4 separate regions of the Mus musculus genome follow, and all the other regions are linked to region 3. The links are chromatin contacts, called in public promoter capture Hi-C maps. All regions are on one chromosome and are shown on one strand. Each heading gives the region's core, a stretch centred on a gene start, on an enhancer-like site or on the middle of the called end of the contact. The rest is flanking DNA. Distances are from core to core; before and after follow the strand shown. Region 1 holds the start of Ergic1 (endoplasmic reticulum-golgi intermediate compartment (ERGIC) 1). Region 2 holds the start of Crebrf (CREB3 regulatory factor). Region 3 holds the start of Brpf3 (bromodomain and PHD finger containing, 3). Region 4 holds the start of Abcg1 (ATP binding cassette subfamily G member 1).

Region 1 (3,230 bases), core at 13-2,512, 2.2 Mb after region 3:
GTTAAGAGGTCTGAAACCAATGTCCTCTCTGGGCCCTGACCCCAGGTTGCCCATATGCCACCACATGATCCGAATCTTGGGCCGTTTTTAGATTGGTTGTCACTCTGTTCTGCCTCTATACACATCAGTAAGAGGGGGAGGATGAGGGGAAACTGTGACCAATGGAGGAATACCCGTTCTCTGGCTGTGGGGAGCGCTCACAGATCTCCTCAGTCACAGATGCCCTACTTCTGAGTTCCATGTGATGGAGACTGGGTCAGGGGTGCCTTACAATCCCTGTCTTTCAGGTGGTGACCTTATTTTTAGTACCAATTTGCAAGAGGTGAAACCAATATTTTGAGCATGCCCAGACACCTGCTGGGGTTAGCCAGCTGAGCGGTGAGGGGCTGCACCCTAAGCCTTTGCTTCTAACATTGAGAATCTACTAAGCAGCTGGGTAGAGAGGTACAGCCAGGCTTCTAATCCTTTTGCTCCAAAGTATCCCAACAGCCCAGAGCATCTCAGAGCGTCTTATGTCAAGGGAATGTCTGGTGGGGAGGCCCTTCCCATGCAGGCTTCCAGAAGGCCTGGCCCTATACAATGGTGTTCCAGGAGGCAAAGAACCTTCTGCAGAACCTCGAGATCCCAGCATCCTCCTCTTCCCGCACTGTCCCCATGGCTTGCGGGAACAGGCCTCCACATCTGGTAGGTAGAGGATTCTCAGGCTCTGAAGAACTAAGCTTCTCCAACTGCTGCCAGATTGAATGGGGCTGCAGCCCTCAGATCCCACCGGGCAAAGCCAGGCGCGCGGCCCCACCTGTCAGCCAGGACAGGGTCCACTAGGGAAGACTGGGGAGAAAGCCTGAGGATGCCTGAGCTCCTTTTATTTGGGATTTGGGAGGAGATTTGGTTCCCAGGTTGGGGGAGGGGAATGAAAGATGTCAGGGGCAAGCTGGGGACACCGCGCCGTGGAAAACAGAGTGCGAGGGCTTGCCAGGGCTGCACGAGGGGTGGGGGTAGGGCTCGAACCCCGAGGAAGGCCGCGGTCCCCTAGGGCCTGCCGAGGCGTGCACAGTGCACCAGGGTCGCATTTGCACGTAACGGGGGGTGGGGGGTGGTCGTCGCCGGCTGCAGAGGGCCTCGGGCCCGGGGCCTCACTCACCTCCTGAAGTCAAAGGGCATCGTGCCGCCGAGCCGGTGGGAGCGTTGCAGGCCAGGCGGGCCGCAGCGCCGCGTGGGTCCGAGCCCGCTGCCAACGCCTCCTCGGCCGCCCCGCCCCCGCCAGCCTGCCCGACACTCGCCACTCGCCTCCCGCCGCCGGGAAGTGACGCTCCACGCAGCCCATTGGGCGCCGCCACATCCACCGGCCGCCCCTTCCGCCGCCCCATTAAAGGGGCCCGAGGGCCCGCTGAATGGGAAGGCCCGAGAGTGGGATGCTACCCAAGCCCAGGTCTCCAAGACTCCCGCTTTGGTTCTTTTTGGCCTCTGATCTTTTTTCCTAGCGTAAGTGGGGCCTCAGGACAAATCGCTCTGCCTCAGGCAGTGGGTTTTGTGCTTGTAAAACAAAGCCATTGCGTTGTGAAGATCAGAGAAAAATGCTACAAATTGCGGGTCCATGCTTGGTGCTAGTTCTGGGTGAAGGTTAAAACTGGGGGATGGGCAACGCAGTCCTAGATTGAGAAAGTCCACCCACCTCCCACCCATCCCTTGCTTCTTAGGAAAAGCCATCTGGCTCCCGAGATCCACCACCACCCCTTTCTCTATCTGTATAACTGTTAATCCCACTTTTCAACTTTTCATAGGTATCAAAGGAGGTAGTTGGGGCCCTGCTTTAGTGAACAGCCTGGCATCTAGTGACAGCTTCTCCACCTGTTAGAGTTGGGCTTAGCTAGCCACTTCTATCATCTTTCTTCGGGATTGATGCCAACCAGTACTCGTTGAGCATCTACCAACCTGAAGTCAGGAACTTGCAGGGTTATCCAGAGGCTCTGAGTTTGCACGGTTAGAAATGGTAACATACCGCTGATTGCCCCTAGGAGCCTCCATTCTCAGAAACACAGAAGTACAGAGGAAAACCTCCCTCAACTTGCTGGGCTAGAGGAGGAGGCAGCTGAACTCTAAACTTTTTGTGATTGGCTGGTCTTAGTTGTCAATCTGACATACCTGGAAGAGATTGAAGAAATGGCTCCACTACATTAGCCTAAGGGCTTGTATGTGTGTAAAGTTTTCTTAGTTCCTAAGTAATGATGTAGGAAGGCCCAGCCCTCTATGGGTAGCAACATTCCTAGGATGGGATCCTGGGATCAGAAAGCTACTGCATATGAGCAGTGGAGCCCATTAGCAGCCTTCCATCCTCCACAGGTCTCTGCTTCAGTTTCTGCTTCATGGTTCTTTTTTTTTTTTTTTTTTTTTTTTTTTTTTTTTTTTTTTTTTTTTTGTTTGGTTTTTTTGAGACAGGGTTTCTCTGTATAGCTCTGGTTGTCCTGGAACTCACTTTGTAGACCAGGCTGGCCTCGAACTCAGAAATCCACCTCCCTCTGCTGGGATTAAAGGCGTGCGCCACCACGCCCGGCCCTGCTTCATGGTTCTTACCTTGAGTACCTACTTACCCAGACTTCACTCCCTGAAGGGCGTGTGGATGTATGAGCCAGATAAACCCTTTGCTCCCAGAGCTGCTTTGGTGGGAGTTTATCACAGCAGAGAAAAAGCAAACTAGGACACCCATGTAGGGGAAATCTGACTTCTGAACTTCCCTGGGTTCTGCTGCTGATGCCTTCTTCAAAGCTGCGATTTAAGACAACAACTTAAGGAGAAAAGTGGGGATCCAAGTTCAAAAGGCAGGATGGGCAGGGAGGCAGTGTCCTGACATAAAAAGCTCCTTGGTTTCCTGAAGGATAAGCGGGCAGCAAGATTCAGGGTCTGCAGTGATGGGCGATTCCACCAGGTTCTTCTCTTTCTGACAACCGGAATCCCCCTTCCATTCATTCATCCATTCATTCATTATTCATTCATTCATTCGTCATTCATTCATTCATTCATTCAACAAACACCCGCACCCCATGCTCTTATGTATGGGAAATGAGAAAGTTTTAGCCAGTCCTGGAGCCTGGGAGCAGCAGAAAGAAAAAGCATCCTGGGACCTTCTGGAACCACTGGGTACAGATAAACCCAAAACAGAAGTTGTATGGTGTGGGCAATTGATCTCATGTCTTCCCTTTTTAGAACATGATCCAGAGACTAGCTCTTGGACA
Region 2 (3,400 bases), core at 633-3,132, 2.1 Mb after region 3:
AGCTGCCTAGGGTGATATATCTATGATGTATTCCTACTCCTAAGTACTTCACCAAAGATGTATCAATAGCCTACTACCTTTGACAACATGAGGTCACAGGTTATAAACTCATCTTAAAAGCTTTAAAAAGCATTTAACAAGGCTAATATGGTGCCAAAACAATTCCAATTTTGTATCCACATTTCCCCATTTGGAGTATCTCTCAGCTTTTTTAAACTAGGCAACACTGAAAAATATTTTAAAGTAGAATTAAAGTGACAATCATTTTACCATAGGTCACAAAATTTACAAAAAATTCCTATTTCTGCTTTTGAAAAAATAAGTCAGACCTTCATTCTTTTTCTCATTTGCTGATACTGGATAGACAAAAGTCTAAAGACTCATCAGACCTAAATACTTTTCTCAAGGCTGTTTTCTCATTAAGTATGTTAGCTTCCAATTTATGTGAGCAAGGGAGGCAAATTAAGACTTGAAACACAAGGGCCTGATCTTTGGAAGATATCCACGTTTTTTTTTTTGTTTTTGTTTTTGTTTTTTTTGGGGGGGGGGTGGATAGAAACGCCGCTCACTCAATTTTGTCTGCTTTTCCAGTCCCAATTTTCTCTTTGCAATACCCAGAAAAGCAGAAGTTCCTCTGAATGCCTGCCTCTACACGGGAGACCTGGTACAGAAACACACCCCTAACTACAGAAATACCTCCTTAAGGTAGTCTTAAGATTCAGGCCTGCTCAGAAGTAGCAAAACGGTTTGTTTTCTTGGGTTAAAGGTGGGCGATTAAAGGGTTTGGTGGCAGGATCTACCAAGCAGCGGAGAGCCGACCAAGAAGGAGACGCCAGAGACCAAGCTTCATCTAGACCCAGGAACCGCCCCCTGGGAGGCTAGACTGCCCTCGCTACTTCCCTGGCCGCCTCCACTCGGGAGCGGCTGAGCCGGGTCAGGCTCCTCCGGGCATCTTCCGGGTCCCTCCGGGACTCTAGCCCACACCCAGCCCGCCCGGCCCGCGCCCCGCTCGGCTCGGCTCCTCGCCCTTTGCCCCGTCTCCGCCCCGCTCAGTGACAACCCCCGTCCCCAGGCCCGTCCCCTCCCATCTAATATGGCCGCCCTGTCGGACCAACCCCCAGCACAGCCTAACTTACTGGGGGGGAGGGGGGGCGCGGCACCGCCTCCCTGCGCCCATTGGCGCCACGGACCCCGTCTGCCTCCTCCATTGGACAGCACCGGCCGCCACTCGACAGCGAGGGCTCCGCCTCCGGGCTTTTCAAGCTGCTTAGAGAGGACATATAAACAAATCCCGAGAGGGAGGCCCCAGTCCCGCAGCCTCCGGGGAGGGGCCGGGGGGAACAGCAGCCCCACGACGCCCCTGCCCAGAGTTCTCCCGGTCCGCTCCTCCGTCCGGAGCCTTCTGAACACTAGCTGTGCCGGTCTCCCTCACACGCCCCTCTCCTCTCCTCTCCTCCCTCCCGGCCCCTCCCACCCGCTCGCCGCTCTGACAGGCCGGCTGCCGGCAGTCGCGATCCCTGGTTCCCGGGAGCGCAAAGGGCACGGCCCTAACGGGGTCGCCCGCCGGCGCGCGCCCGCCCTTTATATAACCGTCGGCCGCGGGGGCAGCCCGATTCGGCTCGCATCGGCGACCCCGTTCCGCGCGCCCTCGGCCCGGCGGCCCCCGCCCCGCTCTCCCGGAGCCGGGCACCCGCGCCTCTCACCCGCGGTTCTCTGCCGCTGCATCCCGCCCGCCCGTGCGACCGCTCGGCATTCACCTGAGGCTGAAGGCGGTTCAGGCACTGGATCCGGCCGCGCTTACGCGGCCGCGGGCCGTCTCCATGCTGCCTCGGTTTGTTTTGTTTATGTCCTTCCTGACGGGTTCCCGGAAATCGCGTGACTCGCCCCCCTCACGTGGGCCGCGGCGAGGAGGAGGAGGGAGGCGGGGGCCCGCCGCCCCAGGCCAATCGCGAGGCGCCCTGAAGTCTGGCCAATCAGAGGCTCGGCCGGGCTAGCGCCCGTCACGTGACACCAGAGGGGCGGGTTGCTGGGGAAAACCAGGAAGAGAGGGCGGAGCGGGGGCTAGTAGGCTGCTGCTGAGCGTGGGCGTGGGCCGCTGGGGATAGCGAGCAGTAAGCTCGCGTTCGTGCGTGATGTTCTTTTCAGAGGCTTCCATATTCAGTCTGTAGCCTCAGAACTAAGATGAAGGCCAAGGAGTCCAAATGCCCACTTTACAGTTTAACTGAACCACGGGGGATTACAGGAATATTAATTAGTAGGGGGCTGCATCGACATTCTGTTTAGTAAATGACGTTCCTGTTCCCCGATTGAATTGGCCTTCAGTTGTTTGTTCATTCATCAACTCATATTTATTGAGTCTGGATCCCCAGACCCTGAGTCGGCTGCATACATCTTTGGGATAGGACCTGTATTCAGCTGTAGAAACTGCTACTAGATGCTTTATGGACAAGACTGTCTAACCTGTGATAATGTGATGATTTACGCCTCTTAATCCTGTTGATATTTTATCGGATGTGTAGTTTGTGGTAGGTTCATTATCCCAAATAGTTCTCCGAACAGACACATACGATAAGAGAACTATTTAAAAAAAATACAAAAACAAACCTCAGGAGAATTATTGTTCAAGGAAACAACCTACCTAATTATAGCAGCCTGTGTTTCCAGAAATCTCTTTAGACTCTGGACCCTCCTGTCTTAGTCTTCTGGGTGCAGGGTTACTGGTCTGCACCCGCACACACATATGGACACAGAAAAACATACTTTCTTAAGCATAGGAAAAGAAGACTAAAGGACAGAGAAACCTCATCAGATTCCCTTCAAATAACAGTTTTCCCTTGGGAGTACTCGGGGTTTCAAAGCAGGCGAGGATGTAGGAAGGGGGTATTGTGATTGACCCCTGTGATCTCAGCACTGGAGATAAGGAAGCAGGAAGATTGAAGTGTGTTCTTAGCTACACTGAATTGCATGCCCGGATAAGACCAAGTCTCAAAGTAACCTTCCGCTCCCCGCCAAATTAAGACTCCCCCTCCCCCATGCACAAAGACTCAGGCAAGTGGTAGATCAGTGGTTCTCAACCTTCCTAAAGTTCCTTATGTTGTGGTGACCCCAACCATAAAATTATTTTCATTGCTACTTCAAAACAATAATTCGGCTACTGTTATAAATCGTAATATAATGTGTTTTCTGATAGGCTTAGACTACCCCTGTGAAAGGGTCATTGGACCTCCAAAGGGGTCACAATCCACAGGTTGAGAACCATTGTGGTAGCGTCTCACTATCACCATCATGGTCTGGGATGAGAGGTGATGACATACACCTGTGACTTCAGCACTGGGGAGCCTGAGGCAGGTGTGTCTCTGTTCAGGGTGAGTGTGAACTACATTGTAATTTGCTCCCTGGT
Region 3 (3,058 bases), core at 60-2,559:
CCTCAAGGTCTCAAAAGTAGTCCCAGCCAACAGATTCCATTCCCCAATTCTCCAAAGGCAAGCAGCCTCTGGAGAGGAAACACACACTTCAGTATCGATTTTGAAGAATCTACAAGAACCCCATCCTGTAGTCTCAGAAGTCGTCTCCATCCCCATTCGGGGCTCCCGCGATGCGATCACAGGGGGCAAACCCATGGGACCCAGCTGGGCTACTGCCAGGGGAAACCAAGAGTTTCGCCTACAAGGAGCTAACAACTAGACCAGGGTTGGTATTTTTTTTTTGGCGGGAGTTTCCTCACGTACACAACTCTTCCCATACACACACTGCCGAGTACCCCCAACAGCCCCCTTCAGAGACGTTCTTAGCGACCCGGGATCCCCAACTCGACCACCTCACCCTGGCCCCCGAATGAGGAGTTTCAACAATTGGACGGAACCCGCCCTGCACGCCACACAAGGGACTCATGAGACCAGGTAAGACTCCAGACAAGGTCTCTGTCCCTTTAAAGGGACTCCTCTTCCAGTGGAATCTTCACGACACCCCCCGAAGGAGAAAAAAGAGAAATATCTCCCCCTAAAAAAAACAACCCAGAGGGTAGGCGCACCACAGATAGACGCAGAGTCCGACCCTCACAGAGAAAGCGAGCGCCAGCGAACGGCGGAGGGGTGGGGAGGGGGGGGGAGGACGCGGAGATGCAAGCACTTATTGGCCGCCCAACCTGCCCGTCAAGGGGGAACCCGTGCGCCGAGGGCGGCCCCTGAAGGCGGGACTCTGGTCTAGCCAGGCCAATAGGGGAGCACGGGGAGGGCGGGGCTTAGCCGTTTGGCTGCCAGGACCGGGGAGAAACAAGATGGCGGGTGCGGGAGGGGGTCCTCGCTTTGCAGCTCCCTTCCGCGCGCTTTTCCCGGCCTCGTCGCCGCCCTCGCTCCGGGGGAGAGGTCGCGCGTCACCCCCACGCCCCATCGGGACACCCCTGTGCGCCCCGGCCGCCCCCTCGCGCGCAGCGCTCGCTCCCCGCCGGCCCCCGCCGCCCCCGCTCGCTCCGGCCCCGCCGCCGCCGCCCCCATTTTACCTCAGCCGCCGGCCGGGCCCCTAGCTTCGGGGGCCCCCTGAGCGCGAGCGCGGCCGGCCGGGTGAGCGGCCGGGCGAGCGGGCCGGGCGAGCGAGCAGCTCCGTGCGCGGCCCGGCTGAGGGAGCGCGGCCTCCTCCCGCTCCGGCCCTCCGCTCCGTCTCCCCGGGCCCGGCCGCCTCTCCCGGGGGAGGAGGGGGAATGGAGCCACCGCCGCCACCACCGCTGCCGCCCGCCACGGAGCCCGGCCGAGGGGAGGGAGGGATCAGCCCCCAGGCAGGATCCGCCCCTCGGCCTCCCCCCGCCACCTCCACCCCTTCCCTCACTCCCTCCCCGGATCGAGCCGCCGCACGCGAAGCGGGAGCGCGAAAGCGCGGGGAGACCGGAGCGGATGCCCCCGCCCGAGCCCAGCCCGGCGCGGCGGCAGCGGCGGCGGGGAGACGGGCGGGGAGATGAGCGCGAAGCGGCAGCGCCACCTCCACGGGGCACCGTCCCCGGCACGGCCTCACGGTGGCGGTGCGGACGCGGCGGGGCCGCTTCACCCTGGGCCTGTCCCAGAGCTGATCTAGTCGGGGTTCCCACTCTGAATCCACGGAGCGGTGGCTCACCCCATCCCAGCCAGAGCGTGGGGCCACCCGCCGCCCCCGAGGTGGGAACGCCCATGCTCCCACCCACCCACAAAGCTCGCCCCAGGACGACCCCGGAGGGCCACACTGTGTGTGGCTTCCCAGAGTGCAGGTGGCTGCGAAGCCTCCAGAAAGTCGTCCCTCCCCAGGCCCCCGGGACAAAGGTCTAGCGATGTCCACCCATCCCCTCCCCCAGTGCGGACAGCCCGGGAAAGACCCGTGCCTGTGGTGTGTGTACAGGTGAGCCTCTCCTGGCACACAAGGCTGCCACGGACCAGACTTTTCCATCTGTGTGGAGTTTTTTTTTTTTTAAGTAAACATAAAAGTTTGACAGTCTGCTTAAGCGTGCCTCGTAATTCCGTTTGTCACTCTAGGCATGGGAAATACTTTTCCCCTTGAATTTGATTTGGCCAGGAGTCGGTTAATTTAATGCACTGAACGGCTTTCTCAAAGGCAGCCTGCCTGTCAAACAGCAACTCCCAGACTTTGAAGTGTACTCAAGCTGCCTTTTGTTCTAATAAAAGAAAAAATAAATAGAAGAAAAGGTCCCTTTGCCCCTCCACGAGCGCATGTACCTATAAATTTGAAAGCTTACCTCGTGACAGAGATCTTAAGCACCAATACTTAATGATGCTTATAAAGGATATATGGATAAACTGCTATCGAAGATGAAGATGAATGATATATTTTGAAAGCGTTTCCTCTACACGAACGGCTGGTGAGACTTTCAATTGCTCGATTGGCTCTGGTATCCAGGACCTGGGTACTACAGTTGAAAGAGTAGAGAATAAACATTTCTCACGGCCCAAACCTTGTGTTTTTATTTACATTGAAGTATAGGTGTTCAGCATCCTAAGAGTTGAGAATTTACCAGTTGAGTGAAGCATGGAAGTTGGGTTTCCTTACAGGAGTGTGTTCTTGATAGATGGTAATAACATACTGCAAAAATAACCAATTTTTAAGAAGGAAAGGGCGTGGCTTGTGGAGCCAAGCAATCGCCTCCGCCAGCACCCCCACCCCACAGTGTTTTGAAAGCTTTGAAGCAGAAATGCTGTGAATTAGTCAACTGTTGTTAAAGCTTGGGGGAATAATCACAGGAGGGAAGGTGTGGAAAGATTAATTGTGGAAGGGAAGGCCCTAGAGGAAGAAAATATTGCAATTACTTTTAGCTTTAAAAAAATTGAGGAACAAATAGGAATTTCACGTCTTGTTCTTTTACAATGAAATATAAACATTTACATAGGACTTGTGTCTCCTTATCTTTTATTCTTCGCGGTTGCTTCTGGGCATGACCTGATTTGCATGATTGGGAAGGACCTCTACCCTCTAAATTAGGCAAATAAAAACCCTGAGAAGATGTCG
Region 4 (3,486 bases), core at 58-2,557, 2.3 Mb before region 3:
GTTCTACAGTAACCTGTTTGGAATCACAGGATGCGGTTGTCAGAGCAGAGCATGCGCACAAAGCCGAGTGCTTTTTTTTTTTTTCCTCTAGAGCGCAAGGCAAGAGGTAACTGTCGGTCAAATCCTGGGGAGCCTTGCTGACTTCAAATACAGGATGCTAAAAATGAAATAAAGGGGAGGGACTGTGAGATGTGGGCTTCTAGCGTATTGGGAAGGAACAGGCAGGCTAGTAACAGAAAGAAAGGCACGATTCGGGTGGGAAAACGGAGGGCTTGCTGTTTATACTCCACCACAGTCTGAAGTCAGCTTAAGAGGTTATTAACCGCAATGTCCGCTTGTTAGACAGAGCCGGTAGGGCCAAGGGTGAGACCAGACAGATGGTGGGCTGGTTTTTGTTGTTGTATGTTAGCTTTCTCCTGGAGCATTGAGTGACCGTGGAAGAGGAGACGCTTGCCCACCTCTGAGAAACAATACTTGTCTAGCAATTCTGTAGCACCCAGGTTTTGTCCTAACACTGGTATCTGGGGGGATGGGGGCGTGTAAATGCCCACACCCTACCCTCACCCTGGCAGGGATCTGAGCTCGTCCTCCTCTGTCTCCCCTGGGACTTCGCTGCCTCCTCCAAGAGTAGCTGTCTCTGGGGAGCGCAGGAGAGCAGGCTCCGTTTCGTGGGGCGCAGTTTCTCTTTTTGTGTCCCCCCCCCCCCACTGTGCCCAGGACTCCAGAGGGTGGCGCAAGAAGTCCCCCGCCGTCTGCCCGCTCCACAGAGCTCCTCAGAGAGATCTGACCCTCCCCTCCCTCGGGCTGAGCCTGCAGTCCCTCCCCAGTGCGCTTCCACATCTCCAGCCCCTCACCCAGGAGGCGGACAAGTCAAGGCCATCTACCTGTCCACTTGTGGGGTTGCTCGCTACCCGCGCCCCACTCCACCTTCTGGATGCCCTAAGCCAGTACAGGAGCATCTCAAAGCTCCAGGTGGCCAGGGCGGAGTCGAGCAGCGCCGGGCACCTCTCCAGAGCACCCCAGGTCAGCGCCCGGAGGATGCGCTCATAGGCGGCTGGTGTGAGGACCAGCCAGCCTGGCTTTGAGCTTCCTGTTTCCTTAGAAGATAAAAGCCAGCCCGGAGTGCGAAGGATGTGCGACTCACCATGGCGGTGCCGACCGAGAAAGCGGCCATCAGACAGGCCATGCCCCGGGGGCGGCGGCGGCAGCGGCAGTGGAGACAAGTCTGCGGGCGGCGGGGACGAGGTTGCAGGAACGAGGCTGCGCTTGCTCCTGCTCCTCCGCGGCGCTCTGCGCGGGTTCCGACTGCGCCCCGGCCCCGCCCCTGCCCACGATTGGGCCGGGCGGAGGGGGCGGGGCGCCGACAGGTGCGCGTGCTCTTGTTTTGCTCCTGTTGCGGAGCGGCTGGAGGATGCTCTGGACCCGAAGCTGTCTGCTAGGCCTCTCCCAACCGCCTGGGCCTGGGAAGCCCACTTCAGGGACCCTGCAGGAGCTGGGCCAGCTCAACCCTAGACGAACCAGTGGGGGCGCCCTACAAACCACGGGGTCCTTGTTTCGGAAACCTCCCGAGGTAGCTTGAGATCAATGGGATAGGGAAGAAGGCAGGTGGCTCCTTTGTTCTGCCTTTGTTATGCATGCCTTCCAGGTAGAAGCCCCAGGGACAAACGTAGAAAACAGCCCCAGGGCTTTTCCCTTAGCGCTAGTGTGCGGTGACCCTAAATTGAGGCAGCATGGGCGTTCATACAGATAGCTCCTAGGTCTCCATCAGCACCACTCCATCCCCAAATAAGCCACAGGGGTGTTTCCAGTGTCTTACACAGCCACGTTCTTGTACCCTACTGAAACCCCTGTGATTTGTAAATGGGACGTTGCGTGGTAACCGTGGTGAAAATCTTTAATCCCAACCTCAGATCCTAAACTAAGTCTTCTGTTGAAATGATTCTCTGTCACCCCCAGCACAGTAGAGCCACCCGCTCCAACACTTGGGTGTGCTGGGGTACTTTCTGCTCTCCTAGAAAGGGGCAGGCAAGTGGTTGTCACATCCTCAGATCCTTGACCTCAGCTAAGCTTCTCCCTAGCATCACAGAAAGAAAAGTGGGTGTGGCTGAGTTTGGAGGGAAGAGGGTGGGCTTCTAATACCGGAGGGACCGATGGCCCTATCTGGTATCAAGAAGGCTGACAAAGCCAGGGCATTCTAGAAGGTTATGAGTACAAACCTCCTTGTGAGACTATGCTGGGGCCTAGCAAACACAGAAGTGGATGCTCACAGTCAGCTAATGGATGGATCACAGGGCTCCCAATGGAGGAGCTAGAGAAAGTACCCAAGGAGCTAAAGGGATCTGCAACCCTATAGGTGGAACAACATTATGAACTAACCAGTACCCCGGAGCTCTTGACTCTAGCTGCATATGTATCAAAAGATGGCCTAGTCGGCCATCACTGGAAAGAGAGGCCCATTGGACACGCAAACTTTATATGCCCCAGTACAGGGGAACACCATGGCCAAAAAGGGGGAGTGGGTGGGTAAGGGAGTGGGGGTGGGTGGGTATGGGGGACTTTTGGTATAGCATTGGAAATGTAAATGAGCTAAATACCTAATAAAAAATGGAAAAAAAAAGGATAGAAAAAAAATAAAAATAAAATTCAGATTAAAAAAAAAAAGAGTACAAACCTCCCAGGGAGTGAGAAAGGTTTCTGGGGCCTGGGCTACTGTCTGCCCTGGTGCCCAACCATGCTGTAAAGCAGCAAGAATGGACAAGGGGAGACACTGAATAATGTGACCAGGACACAGGCCATGGTATCAGCATGCCTGGTTTTGCAGATATCTACCCTCTGTCTGTTCTCCCTACTTTCAGAATTTTCTTCTGGCATTTCTCTCTTTCTCAAGCCCCTTCTACTCAACCCCATCCCCACCCCTTCCCCCATTTCCACGCCCCCTTTGATTCACATTCCTTTGATGAACCTTTAATTCAAAAGTAGGCCAATGAGCTTCCAGCCCCCAGCAGCCTCCATGCAGCCTGTGTACTGGAGCTTCAGATGGGAGGCAGGGCTTTCTGGGTTCCTGAGAATGCACAGGGCTCAGACAGAGACAGCCATGTGTGGGGTTCTCACTGGTGTGGCTTGGGCCACTGAAAGGGTTCCCACTCATATATGTGTCCATGGGGTAGTAGTCCCCCTGGCCACAATGGACCCCACAAGTGATGGGTGCTTCCTACCTACAAACAAGTATCTTTTCCATTGTTTACTCCTGGCATCCCCTTCATGCCTGAGCAGGGAATGAGAGAGTGGCAGAGTTGGACAGACTTGTGCTGTAAGTGACAGAAAGCCAGTTTTGACTGGCCAAGTACACTGTTTTCTGCAGTGAGTAGGTTCCAATCATTCTGTAGTGAGTAAGTTCTGAACACTGGTTTCATGTGCAACAGGGCCAAGGATAAGTACACACACATGCACACACACACTTTGATTTCTCAGTACTCTGCCTTCATG

The links. Promoter capture Hi-C pulls out the DNA fragments that hold promoters and counts their contacts.
Region 1: a promoter capture Hi-C map of liver shows a contact between it and region 3, with 2.9 times the contacts expected there. The contact joins the promoter of Ergic1 here to the promoter of Brpf3 in region 3.
Region 2: a promoter capture Hi-C map of pre-B cells shows a contact between it and region 3, with 3 times the contacts expected there. The contact joins the promoter of Crebrf here to the promoter of Brpf3 in region 3. A contact is called at or near these places in 3 of 39 promoter capture datasets (cranial neural crest, liver and pre-B cells).
Region 4: a contact with region 3 is called in a promoter capture Hi-C map of liver, with 3 times the contacts expected there. The contact joins the promoter of Abcg1 here to the promoter of Brpf3 in region 3. A contact is called at or near these places in 3 of 39 promoter capture datasets (liver and pre-B cells).

What each region holds. Positions count from the first base shown.
Region 1 is chr17:26,559,544-26,562,773 of GRCm38.p6, reverse strand. It overlaps Ergic1 (endoplasmic reticulum-golgi intermediate compartment (ERGIC) 1), which reads right to left and starts at 1,262. Exons shown (of 10, transcript NM_026170.3): 1 at 1,142-1,262. The coding sequence starts at 1,161. It overlaps 1700049J03Rik (a long non-coding RNA gene), which reads left to right. Exons shown (of 4, transcript XR_001782188.2): 1 at 1-684.
Region 2 is chr17:26,714,132-26,717,531 of GRCm38.p6, reverse strand. Crebrf (CREB3 regulatory factor) reads right to left here and starts at 1,882. Exons shown (of 9, transcript NM_029870.2): 1 at 1,758-1,882.
Region 3 is chr17:28,799,377-28,802,434 of GRCm38.p6, reverse strand. Brpf3 (bromodomain and PHD finger containing, 3) reads right to left here and starts at 1,309. Exons shown (of 13, transcript NM_001081315.1): 1 at 1,074-1,309.
Region 4 is chr17:31,055,515-31,059,000 of GRCm38.p6, reverse strand. It overlaps Abcg1 (ATP binding cassette subfamily G member 1), which reads right to left and starts at 1,307. Exons shown (of 15, transcript NM_009593.2): 1 at 1,145-1,307. The coding sequence starts at 1,186.